Regions from separate parts of the Mus musculus genome. Here region 1 is linked to region 2. Evidence: chromatin contacts called from public Hi-C data. All regions are on one chromosome and are shown on one strand. The core of a region is the stretch at or near the end of the contact, and the rest is flanking DNA. Distances in the headings are between cores, read along the strand shown. Region 1 has its middle 170 kb from the start of Gm33646. Region 2 overlaps Tox (thymocyte selection-associated high mobility group box).

Region 1 (5,479 bases), core at 502-3,001, 460 kb after region 2:
TTTTTTTCTCTAAACAAAACCTTAAAAGAGAAACTGGGGCTGGGTAGGCGGCTCAGTGGGTGGTGACTGAGAATTGTGTTCATTCTCTAGAACCTGTGTGAAAGGTGAGTAGGCATGATGGCCATCTGTAAACAGAGCACTTGGGAGGCAGAGATTCCTGGGTCATGATGGCTATGGAGACTAGCTAGAATTAGTGAGCTGAACTCTTAAGCTCTGGGTCTACAGGATACCTCATCACAATAAATAAGTAGAACGCAATCAGGGAGTACACCTGAAATCAACTTGAGTTCTATATAGACATATAGATATATGTACATACAGATGCCCCCGGTGTCCTCCACATCATATCAAGCATTCATGTACTACATATAGATACACCACACGCACACACACACACACACACACACACACAGAAGAACAGAGGGCTAAGGACTAGAGCTCAAGTGAGAGAGAAGCTATCCAGTGTGTGTGTGTGTGTGTGTGTGTGTGTGTGTGTGCATGTATGTGTGCATTTATCTGTGTGCGTACATGCGCACATGTGTGTGTGGCTATAACTTTACATGGTACTATATTTTTATTTGAGTTATTATGCCTACATAAGAAAAAGTATAAGAGATACTGGATCCATATTTACTTAATAGCTCAGCTTTGTTTTTAAGTGTTTTGGGCTCAGTATATTGACCTTGAGAAAACAGGCTGCTATGGTGCTTTTTTTGTTGCCTGTTGCTATGTCATATAATGAGATGAGGACACACTGTGTCTCCTCGTTAGTTACAAGATCATCGACATTATTTAACAACTTCTTATTGGGCCATAAGCACCACAGAGTTATGAAGGAGACTGGGACTATCATGAGCTTTTGAAACCTCAAACCCCACCCCTAGTGACACACTTCCTGTAAAGGTGTTACACCTACTCCAATAAGGCCATACCCCTTAATCCTACTAAGTACTCAAATATGTGAGCCTTTCTGGGTCTTTACTAGGAAGTACAAGGAATCTTAGAATTATGGAGCTGAGTGAAAAGAAGTTGGGTCACTAGCTCAGTACCATTGAAGAGAAATCAAGAACCCAGCCTGTTAAGGATGACCTAGTATCTGATTTTAGTTGACAGAAGAGAGACAGAGAGGGGAAAACATCTTCCCCCTCCGTGCAGAGAGAGAAACTATTAATCCCCTGCTTCAGGGCAGCAGCCATAGCAGCTCATTTCACCTTAACGACATCTTAACAGTTTTGTTCTCAGAAGCTAAATTGCGAAACAGGATTTTTGGAGTTGCAAACAATTCAGCTCATAATAAATACAATCTCTGCAGCAGAAAAGTAAGTACAAATGTGTGCATTGTTTTTAAATGAGTACATACATCACTGTGAATTACTAGAGGTTGAAAACGCAATGATTTCTTCTGAAGTCTGATCAGGCAGTTCACCGGAAATACTTAGTACATGCACTTCCTGTATGCAACCTGTCCTCTCCTCAGCCAAAACCACCAGCAGAAGCCTGAGGGGCTGCTGCAGATGAGTCCCTGACACTTTGTAGGGAGCTGGATGGTGAATGCCTTTCTCCTATTAACAGTAGCCTAGATCCTAATTGTACTGGAGGAGGAAAGGGGGACAAAGAAACCTTACAAGAGGAGTAGGAGGAGTAGGATGAAAAGCTCTTAAAATGCTCTTTGATATGGTAATTCATTGCATAATGCACAGATCACATAGTCAATGATTGTGCTTTCAGATTCTAGTAGAGCAGAGATATTCCTGTCTCACTGATGTTACAGCTGTTGTGATGTAGACAGTGACTGGGGGTGCTGGAATTGGCCATGCTGCTGTGCTGATAGTAATATGCAGGGGTAGCACACATAATGCACAGTAAATAGTTCTTGATAGACAGCAATGTTCTCTCTCCTGTACTTATAGCTGTGTTTTCTAATGATTATTGTAACATAGGCACCATCTCTGAGTATAATCTGTACTGTCTGCAGGATGCCCTGTTATAGTTTTACCAGCACTGCACATAGGGCTCATGTTCACTGTCTGTTAGCTGAATATTTTCTCTCATACTCTATATACAGCCATGCTCTTGTTAATCCCAACGATGGGAAGAGAGACACCACTGACCCAAATCATCTTGGCTAAATTAATTAAAGCAAGATTTTTTTTTTTTTTTAGCTCCAGTACACCAGCCGTATATCCCTAAGGCAGGGTTTGAGAAGTCAGCCTTCGATATGAAGAAGATAAGTCTTTTATAGATCAGGGTAAGGGTTTTCTGAATGTGGGATTTGATGGGCAAATAGGGAGGAATACAAGAGTAAAACATAGGAATAACAAGTTAGTCCTAAGGACCTCCCAATACAAAGGCATAGTGGCAAAGTGGGCATAATAAAGTGGTCCTTATCACTAGGCTGCCCAAGGTGGTCATATAACCTTGTAAAGCATAAGGGGACTGCAGTATGCTTATAAACAACTTTTTGGAAAAAAAAAACAAAAAACATGTTTGACATTCCTGGAACAAGCAGTACAGAACTATTTGTAGTTAAAGTTTTGGTGTGTCATAGCCCAGTCCTTGAAAAATAGAGGTTTAATCATAAAGAGGAACTAACTTAGTTTGGCCTTACTATAAGTTGTCTTTTAAGCCTAATATGGAGTCAGACTGAGTTTTCATTGTGTTTCTCCATGATCCTAGAAGCAATTAGGAACTAGGGACTCACTCTGAGGCTGTACAGTCTAGATTTGTGTGAGTAAGTTCTGTATGATTTTCACCCAAATATGCAATTGCCTATGGGCCCATTTCTCAGAGTTGAGCAGTCTGTGAAGGTGTTATTTTCTCTAGCTCCTTCTATCTCAGCATTTGTTCTGACTCTGACATTAAGAGAAGAGTAAAAATGACCAACAAAGTGATACCTCCACTCTTGCACCAAGGAACTCCATGGATGGGTTAGTTGGGTTAATTGCTTTAAGATTAATGTTTTATTTTTATTCAATTTTATTAATAACAGCAGACTCACACTTGGTGCCAGAGTTGTGGAGGGCAGCTGGAAGGTTTTTCACAATGCCACAGATTTTTCATCAAAACCATGTAAAACTAGAAACGAGTACCCCTTGAAGATATTGACATAAGAACAGGTTTTCATTGTAGTCATGATGATGAATGACTCTACCATAATAGATAATTCATATGCTACAATCATTTCTTAAAGTTAGTTTGGACCTATTATGTTTCTTACCAAATCTTGTCTGAAGGAGATAGTAAGTTATTGGAACTAAACACTTTGGAAAGTATGCTGTCTCGACCCATAATTGACTAGTTATTTGGCAGGAATTAACAAAATACTAAATGTTTTTGTCATCCAGAAAGAATACTTGTTTTCATTCAGTACAGATTCTTGTGGGCATCTACAGTAGCTTAGGACTAGCTTAGATGGAATGGCTTCTGGACTCTGAGACTGGATTGGAAGGTACTCAGGCATTTCTCTACCCTGACCCACTTGGGAGAGGTAAATACAAACACTGGAGTGGGAACACAAGAAATTATCTTGGGTTCCAAGACTCCACCGAGAGTATTCTGCACAGGTGAGAGTGTGAACTACAGAAGCTAACAGCTTCTGGGACAGGCAGGAGCCACAGAGCTTCTGAGGCAGCCCCCTTTTCGGGCCCCAGACATCCGGGCACCATCCCGGCCAGAGGATAGGACAGAAGGTGCCCGCCCAGCCCAGAAGCTCTTTGCCAGAGCATCCGCTGCAGACATCTTGGTTCCAGGACTCCACGGAGAGTATTCTGCACGGGTGATAGTGTGGACTACAGAAGCTAACAGCTTCTGTGACAGGCCAAAGCAACACAACTTCTGGGACAGGTCCTGTTTTGGGCCTTCATCTTCGTCCAGGAGGGAGATCCGAACGCCAGATATCTGTGCACCTTCCCTGTAAGAGGAGAGCTTACCTGCAGAGAGTGCTCTGACCACTGAAACTCAGGAGAGACCTAGTCTACCAGGTCTGCTGATAGAGGCTAACAGAATCACCAGAGGAACAATCTCTAACCAGAGACAACTAAATCAACTAACTCCAGAGATTACCAGATGGCAAGAGGTAAACATAAGAATCTTACTAACAGAAACCAAGACCATTCACCATTATCAGAACACAGCACTCACACCTCGCCCAGTCCAGGGCACCCCAACACACCCGAAAAGCTAGTCCCTGATTTCAAAGCATATCTCATGATGTTGGTAGAGGACATCAAGAAGGACTTTAATAACTCACTCAAAGAAATACAGGAGAACACTGCTAAACAGGTAAAAGACCTTAAAGAGGAAGCACAAAAATCCCTTAAAGAATTGCAGGAAAACACGACCAAACAGGTGATGGAATTGAATGAAACCATCCAAGACCTAAAAAGGGAAGTAGCCACAATAAAGAAAACCCAAAGTGAGGCAACACTGGAGATAGAAACCCTAGGAAAGAAATCTGGAACCATAGACGCGAGCATCAGCAACAGAATACAAGAGATGGAAGAGAGAATCTCAGGTGCAGAAGATTCCATAGAGAACATTGGCACAACAATCAAAGAAAATGGAAAATGCAAAAAGATCCTAACTCAAAACATACAAGAAATACAGGACACAATGAGAAGACCAAACCTATGGATAATAGGAGTAGATGAGAATGAAGATTTTCAACACAAAGGGCCAGCAAATATCTTCAACAAAATTATAGAAGAAAATTTCCCAAACCTAAAGAAAGAGATGCCCATGAACATACAAGAAGCCTACAGAACTCCAAATAGACTGGACCAGAAAAGAAATTCCTCCTGACACATAATAATCAGAAAAACAAAAGCACTCAATAAAGATAGAATATTAAAAGCAGTAAGGGAAAAAGCAGTAACATATAAAGGCAAGCCTATCAGAATTACACCAGATTTTTTCACTGGAGACTATGAAAGCCAGAAAAGCCTGGACAGATGTTATACAGACACTAAGAGATCACAAATGCCAACCCAGGATAGTATACCCAGCCAAACTTTCAATTACCTTAGATGGAGAAACAAAAGTATTCCACAACAGAACAAAATTCACATAATATCTTTCTACCAATCTGACCCTTCAAAGGATAATAACAGGAAACAAACAAACAAACAAACAAACAAAAAACAATACAAGGACAGAAAAACATGTCCTAGAAAAAGCAAGAAGGTAAATCCCTCAACAAACCAAAAAGAAGTCAGCCACAAGAACAGAATGCCAACTTTAACAACAAAAATAATAGGAAGCAACAATTACTTTTCCTTAATATCTCTTAATTTCAATGGACTCAATTCCCCAATAAAAAGACATAGACTAACAGACTGGCTACACAAACAGGACCCAACATTTTGCTGCTTACAGGAAACTCATCTCTGGGAAAAAGATAGACACTACCTCAGAATGAAAGGCTGGAAAACAATTTTCCAAGCAAATGATCTGAAGAAACAAGCTGGAGTAGCCATTCTAA
Region 2 (5,263 bases), core at 1,397-3,896:
GGACACTGCTAATATCATGAGCCCCTACTGCTAGGTGCAGACATGCAGAAGTGGATGCCAAATTAAATTACAGGAATCTCTCAAACATATAGCTGAATAATAAGCAGCTACAAAACTAGGTCAGGGTTGAAAAGCTGGCTCCGAATGCCCCTCCCCCAACATGCAAAATAAATACCCCACTATCTCTGAATAGAAATCATTCTTTTGTTATGCCCTTTGTCAAGAATACATTATTGCAAAATGATATTTATTTCCACAATCTTCACAGCTGTGAGCACAACTAAATTAATCTTTCTAGAACTGATTTCATTTGCAATTTCATGATTACAATTATAAAATGTAAATTTATTACTTAAAAAAGAAATGATTATAAAAGACATAGATTTAAAAAAAGACAGTTCCTTATCTGTTGGCTTGTTTCACTTAATACTAATGAAATAAATAGCTGACTAACCCTGGGATAAAAACAAACAGTCTGAAGATGGTTGTAAAATATGGGAAATGAAAGCTAGGAAGACAATTTTAAAAAAGCAGCCCTTTTAATGCAGAGCATACAGGAATCATATGGCTTAAGGAAAGACCAGAACACTGCCTGTTGTTGCAGTGAGGTTGATACTCATGGTCAGCCTTCTGAAGTGTTTCTGTTGCTCCATGGCATTAAATACAAAACATACTTGGGTGCTACTGATCTTTCCCCACCTGCAGCTTTCAGTTTTATTCTCTTAAATGTTAAATGCTAGAAAGCCATTTTCAGACTGTTTAATATTGATGACCCAAATAATAGATTCATTTATAGAAATCCATATTTACAAGATTTCTTTTCTTTTTAGCAGAAATTAGTCAATAGATTGGTATTTTCTTCTTTAAATATATTGTTTCTTATAATTAATATCCACATGTCTACTGTGTGCAGTGAATTATTCTGGGTGCTAAGACATACAACAATGTAAAAGTAAGCATTATCCAATTATGCTAGTTAAAGCACTAATGACAGGATTGGATTTTTGTTTTATTTGGTTTTCAATAACCAGGAGAAAATAAACCATCTACCTTACAAAATGTCTTTATTTGCGTAACTTCTCTCCCAAACAAAAATAATCTATTTCTTAAAAATATCAATTTAATTTTCCCCATTTAAAAACATGACTTGTGAGTCCAGGCAAATACAATTAGCACATGCATTTTATTAAATATATTCAAGTGTCAAATGCCTATTTATGGAAAGACCACTAATGATAACTTAGGCTCAACTAAAAATGAATGTCAATAAATGGTTCTATAAGCACTTACGCTCATAATAGATGCAATAGCATCTCTGAATAAATATTAACATGTAAAACTGCTATTTATCATGTCAACGCAATCAATAGAGACCATATTTCTGGACTAGGAATGCATCAGTAATCTTTCTGCATTTGCCCGAAATCACAAAGCAAAAATGCAAGCACTGTCACAAGACATTTATTGTATTCAATTGGATCCAAACTGGTTGCTGTGGAAAAGGCAATTTAAGCTCGTGCAACAAAATAGTCTATGTATATATGAATAAATTATTTTTACTATGATTCCTTTCTATTTTCTTTACCTGCCTAAGATGCAGATTTTCAATAAGAGACTCCTACAGCTTAGTAGAGTGTGAGTCTGGTAGACTTCTGAGTCACTCTCCCACTCAAATCATTAGCTGCCCCCTCGATTATCATGAAGGATAATACACTGTTGAGGGTGTCTATATTGCTTCTTTACTGTTCACAGCTACAATCACCTCCATGAGAAAGGCAGACTTCTTTCCTTTAAGAGTCCATTTTTCTTTTTACCTCTGGGAGGCGTGATACCTCCATCAGGCTGCTGGGGACCAGCACCTTTCCACTACAGTCACTGCTTTCTGCAGTAGTTGCAATGAACATCTGCTGCTATCACACTGAGGCGGTTAGAGACTCATACTACTGTGTTTGGAAATAAATGAATTTGGAAAGGCCATGTCCATGCACACTGTACTTTGATCTCACTCCTCCTTCACTTCCCCTTCTTCTCTCTCCTTCTCCATCTCTCTTTGTCTCTCTATCTCTCTCTGTCTTAATATCTCTCTCTCCCTCCCTTCTCCCTCCCTCTCTCTCTTCAGCTTGCATACTACCCTAAGAAATTTGCCTTTCTTTGTCTTTCTCCAGTGTCTCTCAAAACACCAACACACTGTCCCTGGCACCATATCATCCCCTAGAGGGAGACAGGCATAACAAGTGAGCTTTGCTGCTTAATTGTAAAGCTTTGAGGTCACTTTAAAACTAGTATTTAATGACTTGCTCTCCTTTGCTAAGGGTGCCCTTGAGATAATTTTCATAGAGGCATGCTGTTATTAAACACCTGTTAGATGCTAGATTTCTCAGAAGAATGAGACACACTCTTTATAACTTAAGTAAACGAAATAAACAAGAACAATGGTATTAAATGCCTGATGGACATTATAATAGGACATGCTTCTTACACTGGTTTTAAACTGTAATTTACCAGGTCATATTATTCTGAATATTATATTACAAATTCGGAGCAGGTGTTTAAAGCTATTTTCCTACTTGATTAGATGTTAACTCATTCTCTCTGCATAACTGAAGCTTTGCTTCAGATCTTCTGATAACAGAAACGGAAGCTGGGAAACCACAGCTCAATAATAAGGTGAATGGAAAAAGAGTTGGTTTCCGTCTCTCGCAACTGCTTTCCTTCATGTGTTCCACTCAAAAAGAAAAAGAGAGAGTGTGCGTTCTCGATTGTACCAACAACCATGGCATAAAGGCTAAGCACACCTGACTGCTTTGCACTCCCTAGTGGCATAAAAGCTTCAGTTTCGAAAGGTTTTCAAGTAATCTAAATTTTTAAAAATTTTCTCTAAGACCATAAGTTGCAAGTCAAGACTGTGTGAACTCATAACGCCACGTAGTCCGTTGAAATTGTTCTAACAACTAACATGGTGATGTTCCAAGGAAAACTGCAGTTGTCAGATGTCCTTGAATGGCAGCCTCACATGCTCCTCAGAGAAGCTGAGTCAGTTTCATGGACAAGGGTCTAAGTGAAGAGAAAACATCTGAAGCACCTGCATAGGAAGGCAGGGCAGGCGTTGGAAGGATCTCCCTTTCTGCCCTTACCCTTGACCTTAACCCTTGGGTTCGGTGACGCAGAAGAGCCCTCACATTTCACTCTAGGATAAAGAATATTCTAGAATAACAACTTTCAAGGTGGGCTGCGCTGTGGATAAAACATCCTTGGACAGACTCAAGATGCTGGGCCTGTGAGGTCATGCTGAGGTAAATGGCATGAGCATTTTTGCTGAAAGATTTTCCAGGCTTCCTGAGTGACACCGAAAGGTCCAGATGCACACAAACCACTTGCTGGCCTCCCCTCCATGCTGCCCTGGACTGTAGGGAGAGCTAACTCTGACTATGGGCAGACACTGAGTTTTCACACTGTGGACACAAAAGAATCTGCTTTGGAAATTTTTAAAATAATGTGCTCATAATTAATATCATTCTCGTTAAATGGGGCATTGAATTACAGGGTAGTCAATAATCCTACTGTAACCACTCAGGACCAAAAACAAATGTAATTTTATTCCTTTTTACACCACTGAGCATTTTTTAAAGAAACAGATCATCCTGTGTAGTTTGTGCAGGATTGATTCAACTAGATATTGTAACCTATCAACGACTCCTGAGACTTCTGTTTATAATTTTTACTTAGGTAAATCCTGATTAATTTTCTCAGCAGGATGCATTCTTTGCCTACATGAATAGTAAGCTCTCATTCACTTCTCTCAGTGATATGAATTTGGACCATAAGCTTTTTCACATCGAAAGGTCTATAAAATATCGCTGCTGTATTATTTTCAGAGTTCTGCATTTCCAACCTGCCTGGTCAAGAGATTTGTTAGTCTTCAGCACTGAATCTGAATTATTAGCAAATAAGGAAGCCGAAAAACAACAAAAGGGCCCACAACCCTGATCTTATCAAAATAATTATGAACCTTAATGTTCCACTAGGCACCAGGAGAAAGACAATGTGGTACAAAGGCGCACAGTAATGGAAATAGACAGAAGTAGGCCAGCGCTCTGCTTTTAACAGTAGATACTTACTGCTGCGGAAACTACAAGACAATGAAAGACTGCCCAGCCAAAAATGAGATTTTACTTTGTGTCTCAACTGTAACGTGCTTATAGCATAACGGAAAGAAATGCTCATTTCCTAGGTGTCTTTTCCCACAGGCACATCGTCACTTGGAGCAGGCAAACAGTAACCACACATGGAGGTGTGGCTTCAGCCAGTGCAGTAGGAATGCGCTTCCTGTGTGTGCTTTCCTCTTGTAGTCATTGCACAGCATCACCTTACTTAACGGCTGGTTATTTAATATGTCTATGGTTTGGCTATTGAACATTTGGGAGATTGATTTGCTATATAAAAGCATTTCTTCTCATAAAACTTGGCTGTAGCTCTATGATTCTTCTTTCTTTAAATTCGAGTGATAAGTTGATAAATAGAAAATAACTGATGAGTGCATAGTAGGTGCTGTTTGTGGAAAATAAGCAAAAGAGTGCATGAATATTTATTTCATCATGAGCCATTTTGACAATGGTAATTTTCATCCCAGCTTGGAAGGGTGTACAAGCTGAGCTTCCCTAATCTGAAAATCCAAACTCAAAATGGTATAAGATCTGCGATGTCTTAAACTAACATAAAACAGGTGAAAAGTTTATATCAGCAAACACTTTCACATGCAAAATTATGAAAGATACTATAAAATTTCAATGCTACATGTGAGGAATACAAAAAATATTAGTGAATTTCATATTTAGATATGAGACCCATGTACAAGATAGCTCGTGTATATGTAATGTTGCAAGATCTGAAGACACTCAAGTTTCTAAAATACTTCTAATCCCAAAGCATTTGGAAACTGGGTACTCAATTTAGCTCAGGGATTTTAAACAGGTGGATTAAGGACTAGCCTTTATAATCAACTACTGACTTTGTTTCAGAAATTGTATTAAGCTATTACTAATACTTAATTTACTTCCACTAAAGAATATATATATATATATATATATATATATATATATATATATATATATAATGTAAGTACACTGTAGCTGTCCTCAGACACTCCAGAAGAGGGCACCAGATCTCATTATGGATGGTTGTGAGCCACCATGTGGTTGCTGGGAATTGATCTCAGGGCCTCTGGAAGAGCAATCAGTGCTCTTAACCACTGAGCCATTTCTCT

What was found. Hi-C and Micro-C count contacts between places; a contact is called where the count stands out from the background.
Region 1: a contact with region 2 is called in a Hi-C map of CD4 T cells, with 2.9 times the contacts expected there. The contact joins two enhancer-like sites. A contact is called at or near these places in 1 of 15 datasets of contacts at CTCF or cohesin (pro-B cells), 1 of 484 Hi-C or Micro-C datasets (CD4 T cells) and 2 of 115 datasets of contacts at active chromatin or transcription factors (double positive thymocytes and thymocytes).

What each region holds. Positions count from the first base shown.
Region 1 is chr4:7,362,845-7,368,323 of GRCm38.p6, forward strand. No RefSeq gene overlaps it. Among named protein-coding and RNA genes, the nearest start is that of Gm33646, 170 kb to the left of the region's middle. Within about 2 kb of position 1,752, at least 39 of the 459 cell types and tissues checked have an H3K27ac peak or open chromatin away from gene starts, as enhancers often do. A contact at or near this core is called in double positive thymocytes and pro-B cells, where this site is marked.
Region 2 is chr4:6,899,630-6,904,892 of GRCm38.p6, forward strand. All of the region lies in intron 1 of Tox (thymocyte selection-associated high mobility group box), which reads right to left. Among named protein-coding and RNA genes, the nearest start is that of Tox, 89 kb to the right of the region's middle. Within about 2 kb of position 2,647, at least 45 of the 459 cell types and tissues checked have an H3K27ac peak or open chromatin away from gene starts, as enhancers often do. A contact at or near this core is called in double positive thymocytes and pro-B cells, where this site is marked.